Regions from separate parts of the Mus musculus genome. Here all the other regions are linked to region 1. A link is a contact called in public Hi-C and HiChIP or PLAC-seq data. All regions are on one chromosome and are shown on one strand. Each heading gives the region's core, a stretch centred on a gene start, on an enhancer-like site or on the middle of the called end of the contact. The rest is flanking DNA. Distances are from core to core; before and after follow the strand shown.

Region 1 (3,076 bases), core at 333-2,832:
TACATGTTATGTACACTTTAGGTTAGCAAAAAGCATTGTATTAAAACGATCTTCTTGAACTGCAACAGAGTTACATCCTTGTACATCCTCCCATGAACTCCAAGCCAACATTCCTCCCGAGATGCAAATACCAAAGAAAAAATTTATTTATGACTGTCTTAGTGATTACTAGCTTTTGACAAGGACAAAGAGTCCCCGGTCTTCCGCTAGCCTTCCTCACGTGGTCTGGAGACCTTCCAATTTAAACGCCACAACAGTATTCTTTAAAAAATAAAAAGACAACCTATCTAACTAATAAAGAGCTGCACTCCCTGCCTATTTGAAAGGACGCGTGGAAAGTGCTAGAGAGCCGGGTGTGACGAGGCCCGGAACGCCCAGCCTCCAGGCACTGCGGTTTCAGAGTCTAAGCACTCGCTCCGGCCATTGGCTCAGTCACGTTTTCAAGGACTCAGCGCGGCCGGGCGTTTAATTTTTGGTAAAAGTCAAGTCAGGAGAGACATTACCTCATGTTACTGAAAATAAAAAGGTCGCGATCACTCTATCAAGGACACGGGGCTGCCGGAAACCAGGAATGCCAGTGCCTAGCTCACCCACAAAGGGACAAAAAACATTTATCTTTCGTACATTTATTCCATTAACTGATGAGTCTGGTGGAGCAGAGAGGGGACAGAGGTCACGCTGTCCCCTGTGGGACAGCGGAGGTGGGGAGGGGCGTTCGGCTCAGGGGTAAGCAGAGAGGACTGGGCCATTTCTTTGATAGAGGATCACAAACGATCCTGGGGACATGTGGCGAGCCAGGCAGATCGAGCCTCCGCACTGGGGGGGGGGGGAATCGAGGTGTCCCATTTTGTGGGGGGTGAGGGGTGGGGAAAGCCAGCGAGATAGCGCGGCGGCTTAGCCTCCCACAAGCTGGCAGCACGAAACAAGAAGCCTAGCAGTGCTCCTTAGTCTCAGGCTGGGGTGGACCAAGCCCGAGGCCGGGAAACCGCCGGGCTCAGGGAGAAGGACCGAGGGTCGTGTGGGGGAGGGGCGCAACAACCTTCGCAGCCATTTTGTCCTCGCCCCACTTCCGTCTTCTCTTCCCGGACTCCCCCTCCCTCAGGCTCTTCTCTCAGGCAGCCCGGGGTCCCAAGAGGTAGGGATCCGGCCGAACGCTGCTCTCATTGGTCCGTCGCGGAGGTACCCGCCTTCCTCCCAGGGCATCCTTCCGCCCCCTCCCGCCTGCGCTGCCGGGTCGCGCACGCGCACTCGCCGGCGACCCTCTCCCCTCCCCCAGCAGCTCTGAGTGACAGAGGACTCCCGCGCGCGGGCTCCCGGCGCCCCGCCTTCTCCGCTCCCCCCGGGCCGTTCCCAGAGCGGGGGCGAGCGTGAAAGTTCCAGAACGCCGCGGTCGTGCGTCATCGCGAGGCGGGGCGGGGAGAAGGCGGGACCTAGGCGAGCGTTCTGGCTCTTCATTAGTGCAGTCGGCAAGGGCTGGTCGTCCATTGGCTAAGAAGCTATGATCGGCAGCGGGATGGGGCGGCACCCTTCTGGAAGGTTCTAAGACAGGGTATAAGAGAGAGGGAAGCGGGCGGAAACCGGTCTCATTGAACGCGGAGGCAGCTGCCTGGCATTTGTGTGGTCTCGTCGTCAGCGCAGCTGGGCCTACACACAAGGTGAGGCATGGGACTCGGGGGTTTGCGGGGGTCCGGGGTGGTGCAGGAGTCCCGGGGAGTCTCTTAGGCGGCGGCTGCAGCTCAGGCCGTCACCACCAGGGACAGAGACTGCAGCAGATCCGGAGGATGGGCTGAGTCAGGGCGGCGCCGCCATGGCCTTGTGGCTCCGCGTGGCGGGGGAGGGGAGCCACAGGCGCCCTGGTCTTTTTATCCTGTCTGTGACTTCAAATATAAGGCTTCTGCCCGGCGCCCACAGGGCAGGGCCCCCCGAGGTGGGAAAGGGGGATCCTGGCTCCCGCGGTGCGCGGTCCGGGTGGGGGGGGTTCGGGGGGCGCTCGGAGGTGGCCACGTGCTCCACCATTGTCGCAGACCTTTAGGACAGATGGTTCCTTGAGCCTTGGGCGGGCTGTGCCAGGCTTGGCACAGACCACCTATACTGCAGCACTGCTGCCACGAGCCTGCCGCGTGGCTTCAGGTGATAGGTCTGGGTCACCAAGTCCAGACCCACTGCGGACTGGATAAAAGCCGGAAAGCGAGTGCTTAGCCCCCCTCCTTTTTTTTTCTAATAGCAACCATGTCTAAGGGACCTGCAGTTGGCATTGATCTCGGCACCACCTACTCCTGTGTGGGTGTCTTCCAGCATGGAAAGGTGGAAATTATTGCCAATGACCAGGGTAACCGCACCACGCCAAGCTATGTTGCTTTCACGGACACAGAGAGATTAATTGGGGATGCGGCCAAGAATCAGGTTGCAATGAACCCCACCAACACAGTTTTTGGTAAGTCGCCAGCATCTTTGTGCCACTAGCATGAGTAAAAGGGCTGGGGGGCAGGGCATTTGGAATGTAGAAACAGATCTGCCTTAATAACTGCAGCCTGAGATTGCAACTGTTTAAATATGACAATATAAGGCCACAAGATTTTAAATATGGGCCTTGGCTTCCTGCACTAGAGATTACGTCCATCTAGATGGGTGCTGCAGGTTTTTGTTTTCTGTTTTTTTGGTTTTTTTTTTTTTTGCAGTGATAGGCACTAAGGAGTGTGATGAGGTATGTTTAATATTTTACAGATGCCAAACGTCTGATCGGGCGTAGGTTTGATGATGCTGTTGTTCAGTCTGATATGAAGCACTGGCCCTTCATGGTGGTGAATGATGCAGGCAGGCCCAAGGTCCAAGTGGAATACAAAGGGGAGACAAAAAGTTTCTACCCAGAGGAAGTGTCCTCCATGGTTCTGACAAAGATGAAGGAAATTGCAGAAGCGTACCTCGGAAAGGTGGGTTTTTTTTTTAACAGGTGCCATTTGAGATGGGTGTTACCTTTATGTTTAATTCACACATTCTGATCGGGAATTTGCCAACCAAACAATTGTGCAATTCATTGTTTTTTAGACCGTTACCAACGCTGTGGTCACAGTGCCCG
Region 2 (3,076 bases), core at 414-2,913, 680 kb after region 1:
CTGTTTGCAAAGTAGGCCACAAGGAGGCGGACCTCAGGAGGAAGGAAGGCTGGGACAATGAAACAGGACAATGGCTGTGTTCAGAGTCCAGAGTCTTCCTTAATCTTACATCTTCATGAAAGGGGGTGAAGGATAAAGAGAGAATGTTGAGAATAAGAAACACTGAGCCTTCCCTGAGGACGGTAAATTTGATTTTCCATCTTCCAGACTTTATATTGACTGTTTTGAGTTTACCTAATGATGCTAGTTGTAAGATTATTGCACTGACCGAGACTCGCTTCTCCAAGCAAGGGTTTATCCGAGAGCCAATTGTGTACACGTGTCTATAATATACATTAGAAGCCTCAGCGTCCTCCAAGGAGAAGTTAATTTCCCCTGTGAGACAAGCACAGTGGACAGGGTAGAGAAATCACTATTGGGTGAGGTCTGAGGAAATACAGATTTCTGACCCTCAGACATTGGAGGAGACGGCAGTTATAAGAAGGATAGAGGGAACGAAATCACAGAGTGAAGGTGAGGCTTTGTGTATATTCAGAAAAGGCATCTGTTGGCTGTGTTAAATGGGAGCTTGTGGTATTGAGGGAAGAGGAAGTAAAGTGAGTGAAATAGCCTGGGTTCGGATTCTAGAGGAACTTGGACAATAGGTTTAAAAGTTACGTCTTGGGGCTGGGGCGAAGGCTCAGTGGTTAGGAGCACTTTCTCTATTGCAGAGAACCAGAGTTCAGTTCTCAGTACCCACATAGTGACCCATAACCATCTATAAGGTCAATTCTAGAGGATCCAATGCCTTCTTCTGGTCTCTTTGGGTACCAGGCATGCACATGGAACACATACATACAAACAGGCAAACATTTACACATATAAACATTTTTAAGAATTAAAAGAAAGTGAGATGTCACACTAGGCAGATAGCTCAGATGATAAAATTCTTGCTGTGTATGTATGACAAACTGGGACCAATCCTCAGCACCTCTGTAAAATAATTCTGAGTGCAGCAGTGTGTGCCTGTAACTCCCGTCCTTGGAAGGTGGAGACTGGAGAATCTCTGAGGCTCACTGGCTAGTCAGTCTAGCTGACTTGGTGAGCTCCAACTTCAATGAAAGACCCCGTCAAAACAAAACAAAACAAAACAAAACAAAACAAAACAAAACAAAACAAACAAAAAAACCAAGGAGAGATCAATCAGGAAGGGCACCCGATGTTGGCCTCTACTCCCACACAAATATATGCACAGGCTTGCACATGTACGTGTGTGCAGCACACACAAAATTCAGAACTTCTCTGTAGATGCTGGGCTCATTGATGGTGGGCAAGGGAATGACTTGACCTATAGTTTGGGAAGGAGCATCACAACATTCAGTCAGAACTTGGCAGCAGTGTGCCAGAGAGAGACAAGCTGAGAAAGATGGGTCTTCACCTCGTGTTCTCAAGGCATGACTGATCTGTCACAAGCCTGACTATTGTAGGTATGGCACTAGCTGAGGGCTTTCTGAGGGCATTTATTTAATGGCATGCCAGTGGCATTTACTCATAAACCAAAAAGCCATTGGGCCAGAAATAGGGGTTTTGGTTACTTCCCCAGACAGGATGCAGTTTGGGCGATTATACACATGATTCATCGAGGTTGGGAAACATATCCTGCACAAACACACGCCCCTCCCCTCCAAGCAGAGTGACTCACGGCTTCTCCAGTTTGGTCTATGGAAGACTTGGAAGTCCAGGCAGAGTCTGAGATATGAGGTTCAGTCATAAATCTGTAACATTCGTAATTACAAGAGAAACATTCCTCCCCATTCTCTCAATTATCGGGCAGGAGGCATTTATTGAATTCTTACTCTTTTCACACAGAAATTGTGATGTTGTGAAACATAGTTCCTATCATAAAACACTTCCAAGTTTAGTTAGGAAAGTGGACCTAATGATGACCGCAAAGAGCGCGTCCCACAAGCATTCCAGAGAACTCTAAGCTACACTAATGGGCTAGAGTGGGGGGGGGGGATGCAGCAGCTATAGTTATAGAAGGGCTATGAGACCGAGTCTTAACAAAGACCATTCTTTATTTGACAGCCCAGCAAGTCAAAATCTAGTGGTTTCTATGGCCTGAACGTGGTTCTAGGAATGAAGATTCATATTTTGGTTGAATGTCCATTCTAACTAGAGGACTCTGTTGAAGTTAAGCCCCGGTTCTCCCTCCTAGTCCTGTGTCCCCAAAAATAAGACTCAGATCCAAAATATACTTACAAATATATTTGCCATATAGCTAGGCTATTCTCTGACTAGATATTGCTTAAAATATTCCATTTTGTCTAGCCTACGTTCTGCCACATGGCTGGTTACCTGTGCTCAGGTACCACGTGTCTGTCTTGACATATCTTCCTAGTGAATCTCTCCTAGAATTTTTTCTTCTCCCAGATGTCTCTTCTTATATTTTCTGCCTAAGCAATAGGCCATAGGCTTTTTCCTTGACCGATGATGCATTCATACAATACACAAGATATTCTCTCTACAGGACTCAATAAATACTGTAAGAACCAACTAAACAGACTCATCTCAGGGAGTTTCCATTCAGGGAGTGGAGAAAGAAGCATCAGGTATGGGATACCCAATATGATAAGAGAGCCTCTTTTTACTCCTTGGCACTCCGTGTTTGTAGGGGGTATGTGCATATGCCATGGCATACCTGTGAAAACCAGAGGACAACTTGAGGAGTTGGTCCTCACTCTCCACTATGAGTCCTAGGGATCGAACACACACCATCAGGTTTGACAGCAGATGTCTTACCCACTGAGCCAGCTTACTGGCCAACCAAGTTTATTCATAAGCCTGACATATTTTGGGCCAATTTCCCTGCCTTTCTATAACTTGAGTGAATGACAGATGCAAGAGGGATATCATGTGCATACCCGTGTATATGCATGCATAGGCATGCATATGAATGTGTGTGTTTGTGTGCATATTTTTTGTATGTGTGGCACTGGGTGTCAAACCCTAGATATATGCACACTAAGTAAGCTTTGTACCACCTGTCTAGCCCTTGATTTACTTTATGTGTTACATGTATCATGCTAGCCTGGAA
Region 3 (3,076 bases), core at 271-2,770, 610 kb before region 1:
CTTCATTACTTAGTACCCTTCTCGGGGTACTTAGCCCCATTAACGATAGAATTTTAAAATGCACTAAGAAGAAACCTCAAAGACAATTTTATTAGACAAAACAAAAAACAAAAAACAAAAAACAAAAAAAAAACAGAGCAGGCAAACTAAATTTCAGTTTCAGCCCCTGCCTAGAAAAAGAAAATGGACAAGAGGAAGAAAACAAACCTGTCATTGTAAGCAGTCACATAGTGCAGCAGAGGGAGGGATACTTCAGAAAATAATAGAAAGGCTCCAAGTAACAGAAAAAGCATACTTTGGCTCTGTCCAGTGTCCTCAGATAAAGATTTAAAAAAAAAAAAAAAAAAAAAAAAAAAAAAAAAAAAACGAAGGGGAGGAGGAGGGGGAAGAGGAACAGGAAGAGGAAGAGGAGGAGGAGGGGAAAAGTATACCTTAGTCAGGACTCAGAAGGGCAGACAGACCTGCCCATTCTGGCACTGACTGCCTGAACTGAACAGAATCAGGTTTCTGAAAAAGTACATTATCTATCTCATTAAAGGGATACCGTCACCAACTCCCATGTCTTTTACCACGGTATTAAGTGAACTTGCATTCTGGTGGGGTGGTCAGGTGATTGGCTGGGCACAACTGGATTAAATCTCACGATTGCTCGGTCTTCAGCCAGGCTAGAGGTAGACTCCATCCACTCCTTTGACCGAAGAACAGTCTTCCAGTTGGGGCTTCAACAAAGCTTTGATCAAGGGTGTTGTAACACCCTCTGCAGAACACAGCTGCCTCTCTAGCAAAAGCAATTAACATGTCCAGTTCAAAGTATGCTAAGCAGTCTCGAGCAGTTTGTCCCATGAACGGAAACGGTTTTCAAGAAATGGCTGAAAGGAGAAGACTTGCACATGTCACCATGTGACATTCAGGGCAAGATGGACTATAGAAGTGTTAGGGACAAAGACAAAAATGAACAACTTAGATCAGGGAAGACAGTGGCAAAGAGGCACCAAAATAGCACACAAAGGTTAATAGACAACACCACCATTTCCTTACTGAGCTTCAGTCTACCTTCCAGTTTTTAGTTCTAAGACCAACAGTTTGTGTTTTTTCAAGACGGACAGAGTTGACAGGCAGATGTTCTGGCGGCCCGGCAACAGCTGTGCATGAAGGAGCCAGCATTCAAATCTAAACCTTTCTTTTTTTATTCTTCCATGCTTGAAGGAAAAGAAAACTGCGTGGGAAGGAGGGGATTCTCTTGTGGAGATGTAGATACCAAAACCAACATGAAAGATGAAAACAAAACCCTGTAGGAAGTGGACAATGAATACCACGCCTAGGAAGGTGATGGGTTTGCCGCAAAGGGGACTGGCCATAGAGGGCAGCAGTCCAGGGAATGCTTCCCGGCATGGGTCTCACTGGAGAAGCCCCAGGCTTCGACCAACAGGAACACAACGAGTGGACCAAACCTCCTACAGCCTAGACAGGCTCCAGCACCCCTTGGAGGTGGGGCGAGTGGTCGCTTCCGGTTCCGGGCGCAGAGGACCCACGTGTTCCGACCCGCTGGGCCCCGCGCGACTCGGATCCCGCTCGGCTCTTTCGGCCGGGAGTGGGTGGGGGAGCACCGGGCAGGGGAGGAGCCGCCGGAGCCGCGGGAGACGTGAGTGTCGGGGACCTGGCCGGCGAGCGGGCACCGCAGCGGGCGGGGAGGGAAGGGCAGGAGCATTGGGAGGGGCAGCAGACCCCGCCCCCCCGGCGCCGGGGGACAGCGCCTGCCAGGGAAGGGGTGGCGGCGGGGTCCCCGCGGCCTGGGCGTTGTAACCATGTCACCTCCTCGCGGCCAGAGCCGGGACGTCCGGAGACAAGGGTGGCACTCCAGGCTTCTCTGCCCAGCCACCTCCTTCCGCCCCCTCTGGGGGCCTGCGGACATGCACTGTGCCCCTCGGATTGCGTCCATACCAACCGCTCCGGTGCGCTAGAAGCCAGTGGGGTGTAGCCTAGGCCCCTTGACGCCCACCTTCCCCTCTCTTCAGACTTTTCACTCTGCATCGCACATTGCTCCAGAGCCCTCCCTGCAGGTTTTGCCTTCCCTCCTTCCCAGCGAACCCCGCCCCCTTCACATGCGATCTTATCACCTGTGATCCTTGCCAGTCCTTGGCCGTCTAGCGTGTGGCTCTCACCTGGCTTAGTGACAGGCTCAGAACTTCCCTGTAGAGCTAGAGGCTACTGTCTGCACTGTCTGAACTTCTTTCTTCCTACCCCTGACAACCAGCTCGGGGACCTCTTCTCCAGCTCATCTCACCATCTGCGGGACTTTCCATAGTGGACTGAAAGTTTGCTAGTTTTTTATTCCATGGCCGACCTGGTCCTCTCACACACTTTCCCCTGGGCTGTGGCTGTCTCGTATTCTACACATGGATAGCGCTGTCTTTTCTCTGTGCAGAACTCCCCAAAGGGAGATCTCTAGGTCCAGCTTATCGTCTTGGTCGTGGTTAGGAGTGCCACATCTAGGGTTTTGCTGTCAGGTTATTCTGTCCATAGTCTACAGGTGAAAGGCAGTAGGGAAAGCTTGGGGCAACGAAGTCACAAGGCATCTCTCTGTGCAGCTTTTTCTTTGAAGCAGCCCCATGGACCTTAATCCAGAAAACAGTTTCAATGAAGTGTCAGGATGGCTGTGAGAAGCTTGCTAGGAGAAGCAAGTGACAGTGGGATATTTGGAGGCCATCAAATATCTTGAGTCACTTTCTGCTATTGCTGCCTAACATAAAAGGGTTAGGAGGAAGGCAGTACATTTTTCTTCTAAGACAGCTGCTGACCTTTCCTCCTGTCTCCTATGTACACACCCTTTGCATTCTACCTGTATAATTGCAGGAGACAGTCATTCCAAGGCCACTGCAAGACCTACATCACTATTGAGGGACTCCTGTCGTTTCAGAATATACAGGTGTGGTGACTATACCACTCAACACAGGCATAAAACAACCCTAGGCTTTCTGTTTTATTTTCCTCTCCTGCCTGAATGTCAGCGTTGCTGGATAAGTTTGTGCTTTTCTGCATGAAACCTCAAATTTACTTCCTTTGCCCAGATAGTGGG
Region 4 (3,076 bases), core at 179-2,678, 530 kb before region 1:
GTCAGAGAATCATGTTGATGAGTGAAAAAAGTAGCCAGGGTAGTCAGAGATTGGGGTTGGCTAGAAACTATTGTACACTGGAGAAGTTTAGTTCCAAACAAAAAGTTCTTGCGATGGGTCATGGAGGAAATGACTTCTTTATTGAGGAAAATGTATCAAGAACGATTAATGCAGCTTGGGGAGGAATGGGTATAGAAGTCAAATGAGTACAAAGAACTTCCTTACGCGTCAGAAGGGGGGGGCGGGGGGCGGTTAAGCTGTGAAGAGCCAGCTGTCACACAAGAGAGTTCCAGCACACTCGTCAGGAAAGCGCCTCACTGATTCCTGAGTTGTGAAAGATGTTGCAGATTTTGAGAACCTCAAAGGCTGATCCTCAACACAAGATGGCGTTTTACGACCCCGTGGCTCTCGGCCCGGGAAGAAACCTGACTGAGGACCTTCTGTGACTGTGTATGTGACATTTAGCAGGGAGCATTTCCTGTGTATAGTTCATTTACCGTCAGCTGTTACTCCGCATTCCCTTTAGGAATATCACTGTTATGCCCCCCCCCCCGACCCCCACCCCTTTTTGGCTAGAGAACAGGAGAAAAGGGCCTGGGCAGGAGCCAGACTTTTGTACCAGTCTTTCACCATTAAGCCTTCCCTTCGATTCCAGGCATGCCTAATCCGTTAAGTCAATTCGAGTTTATAACTGAGTGTAAAGGTTCAGGTTTCCCTTCCAGAAATAGGGCGGGGATGCTCAGCAGCTGCTAGGACTCGGAGCGTCTAAGAGTTGGAAACCGTCTCAACATCACATCGTCTATCTGCCTACAAATGGTTGGGGAAGGTGGGGCACCTCAGATAACTTGGGAAACGAGAAATCATCCTTCCTTATCCCTACCCTAAAGCTTATCCGAAGCTCGCATTTGGAACTAGACTGAGCACTGAGGTAGGGACAGGTGTGCCACACCCTACCCTATTTGCTACAAGCAGAAATTGCCTTGCTGTGTCCCTTGTGTGGGAACCCATTAATCAAGGCAATTCAAAGGCTGGGGAGGCAAGAAGGGGGGGGGGGATAAAGTAGAGGGCGAAGAGAAGCCAGCCAGGAGCTAGCTGGTACTGTAACTATTATAGATGACATCATTGCTTCAAAGAGATGTGTCCCTCCATTCCCCAGAGCTGTGGGCAAGTGTATTTGGGAGGCAGCAGGAGTGGGGTTGCCTGGAGGGGGTGGGTAAATAGGTGGAAGCTATGTGTGTGTCCATAACTCAGAGAGAAACCCAGACAGTAGAAAACCGAGGTGACAGCCAGCTAGCCAGACAAGAAGCCACCGCGGTCGGAGGGTGTTTGCGCTCCTCCCCCTCTTCTCAACGCGCCAGCCCTGGGAGGGGCACGTGGGTTTAGGGGTGGGGAATATGTGTCCAAGGGGGAGGGTCCATAGCGACCAAAGCGGCAGAGAGCTGCCTGCGCATGTCAAGGCTAGCAACACATTCAGCTAGGGGGTGGCCCTGGAGAGGGGCGGCTTGATCACCCAATCGCCCAGCATCGGGGCTTCGCAGGATCCAGAGACGCGCCCCGCGGAAGGGGGTCCCCCCCTCTACCCAGCCTCCACCTCTGAGATCGCCAGTCCCACCGAAGCTCCCGCCTCTTTCCACGCCTGGTGGACCTCATGGGAGCCCGGGGCTGCTGTGTACAAGACTGAAGTGGAACACATTCTGTAGCCCAGACGACGGCTGGAGTGGGGACACGCCCAGCTGGAGAAGCCTGCCCCGCCGTAGAAGCCCGAGATTCTGAGTCTCGGTGGATCGAAGTCGCTGTCCCTAGGGGAGGCGAGAGGTGAATCAACACTGACTCCTTCCACAGGCCAGCATCCCCGCGCCGGCTGCGAGACTCCCTTCCCAGTCCACTTTGCTTTGGTTGCAAACGCAAGCAGAGGAGAGGGTTGGAATTCCAAGAGTGGGGTGGGCGGGAAGGCTACTGTCCGTGGTGCTGAGCCAAGCCCCGAGGCTCGCTTTAGCGAGGTGGCTTCAGCTGACACCTACACTGGGCTCCAGATCCCGCAGACCCCCTAGGAAGGGGACTTGACCTTTTTCTTCCTCCTCCCACTCAGAAGGTCCGCTCCCTTAGGGGCAGTTAATCCCTGAAGGTTTCCTCGAAAGAATCAGAGGGCTCAGTCCTTGACAGAGATCCTCTCTGTTCAGTTCCAGAAACCACTTACGAGAAAAGATGCCTGCCTTCAACAGATTGCTTCCCCTAGCTTCTCTAGTGCTCATCTACTGGGGTAAGTACAGCACCCTGCCTTGCAATGTGCTAATACCACGCATCGTGCTAACAATAACAACACTTAAGTGATGTCGATGGTGACAAAAAGGAGCTCTGGTTTCTCTCTGTGCATTTTTGCCAGACATGGAGATCCACACGCGCTCCCAGAGACCTGGGTTTGGAGGTTTGCAAAGGCACCTCCCTGCTCCCTGTGCCTTGATTTTTTTTTCCCTCCTAACCATCTTTAATGCTTCTCTGATTCCCGTCTTTCCTAATTTTTATTTTTTCTCCTCCCTTCCCCCTTTGCTGAAAAGGAATGTATCCGTTTATTATTTCAAAATCTTGCTTGCATTTTTTACATTTGCATCGCTCAGTGAAGAGTCAGTCAGTCCTGAAAATCTCAATGATTTGGTGTATGTGTGTGTGGGGGGGGGGGGCACACTCATTTCTCTCTATGGTTTAAAAAAAAGCACAAAACCTGGATGCATGAATTTTGAGAGAGAGAAACTATAGCTTGTCCATCTGTTAAATTTTAACTAAGAATGGATGGGATAGCAGTTCCAGCCATTTGCTGCTGTGCACTGATAGACAGATGAGAAATGCATTTAGTTTGCAGGAACTGAAGGGCTTTGATATTTGGTAAGCTGGTTTTGTTGTTCTTGGGTTTGTTTCTGGATCTTTGTTTTTTTTGTTTTTTGTTTTTTTCTTGGTTGTCAGTTGTAAGAGACTCAGATGACATTGCCCCTCCAAATAAGGGACTTGTGACAATAATGCTGGGCTAAACAGCTTCAAGCATAGCTCACAATTGGATACCTGAATGTGTGCTAAGGGAATT

The links. A called contact is a pair of places that touch in the nucleus more often than the background predicts. HiChIP or PLAC-seq counts read pairs in DNA pulled down with a chosen protein or histone mark.
Region 2: a contact with region 1 is called in a Hi-C map of muscle stem cells, with 5 times the contacts expected there. The contact joins the enhancer-like site here to the promoter of Hspa8 in region 1. A contact is called at or near these places in 1 of 39 promoter capture datasets (hippocampal neurons), 1 of 484 Hi-C or Micro-C datasets (muscle stem cells), 1 of 115 datasets of contacts at active chromatin or transcription factors (bone marrow-derived macrophages) and 1 of 9 other capture datasets (pancreatic islet).
Region 3: a contact with region 1 is called in a Hi-C map of rod photoreceptor, with 6 times the contacts expected there. The contact joins the promoter of Zfp202 here to the promoter of Hspa8 in region 1. A contact is called at or near these places in 1 of 484 Hi-C or Micro-C datasets (rod photoreceptor) and 1 of 115 datasets of contacts at active chromatin or transcription factors (bone marrow-derived macrophages).
Region 4: an H3K27ac HiChIP or PLAC-seq map of embryonic stem cells shows a contact between it and region 1, with 6 read pairs. The contact joins the promoter of Scn3b here to the promoter of Hspa8 in region 1. A contact is called at or near these places in 1 of 39 promoter capture datasets (hippocampal neurons), 2 of 484 Hi-C or Micro-C datasets (cerebral cortex and embryonic stem cells) and 2 of 115 datasets of contacts at active chromatin or transcription factors (bone marrow-derived macrophages and embryonic stem cells).

Annotation. Positions count from the first base shown.
Region 1 is chr9:40,799,694-40,802,769 of GRCm38.p6, forward strand. It overlaps Hspa8 (heat shock protein 8), which reads left to right and starts at 1,583. Exons shown (of 9, transcript NM_031165.5): 1 at 1,583-1,655; 2 at 2,225-2,434; 3 at 2,725-2,930; 4 at 3,046-3,076. The coding sequence starts at 2,230.
Region 2 is chr9:41,478,623-41,481,698 of GRCm38.p6, forward strand. The region is part of intron 3 of Mir100hg (Mir100 Mirlet7a-2 Mir125b-1 cluster host gene); the gene reads left to right. Among named protein-coding and RNA genes, the nearest start is that of Mir100, 51 kb to the right of the region's middle. Within about 2 kb of position 1,664, at least 83 of the 459 cell types and tissues checked have an H3K27ac peak or open chromatin away from gene starts, as enhancers often do. A contact at or near this core is called in bone marrow-derived macrophages and muscle stem cells, where this site is marked.
Region 3 is chr9:40,190,796-40,193,871 of GRCm38.p6, forward strand. Zfp202 (zinc finger protein 202) reads left to right here and starts at 1,521. Exons shown (of 7, transcript NM_030713.2): 1 at 1,521-1,642.
Region 4 is chr9:40,267,788-40,270,863 of GRCm38.p6, forward strand. It overlaps Scn3b (sodium channel, voltage-gated, type III, beta), which reads left to right and starts at 1,429. Exons shown (of 7, transcript NM_001083917.1): 1 at 1,429-1,815; 2 at 2,181-2,260. The coding sequence starts at 2,206.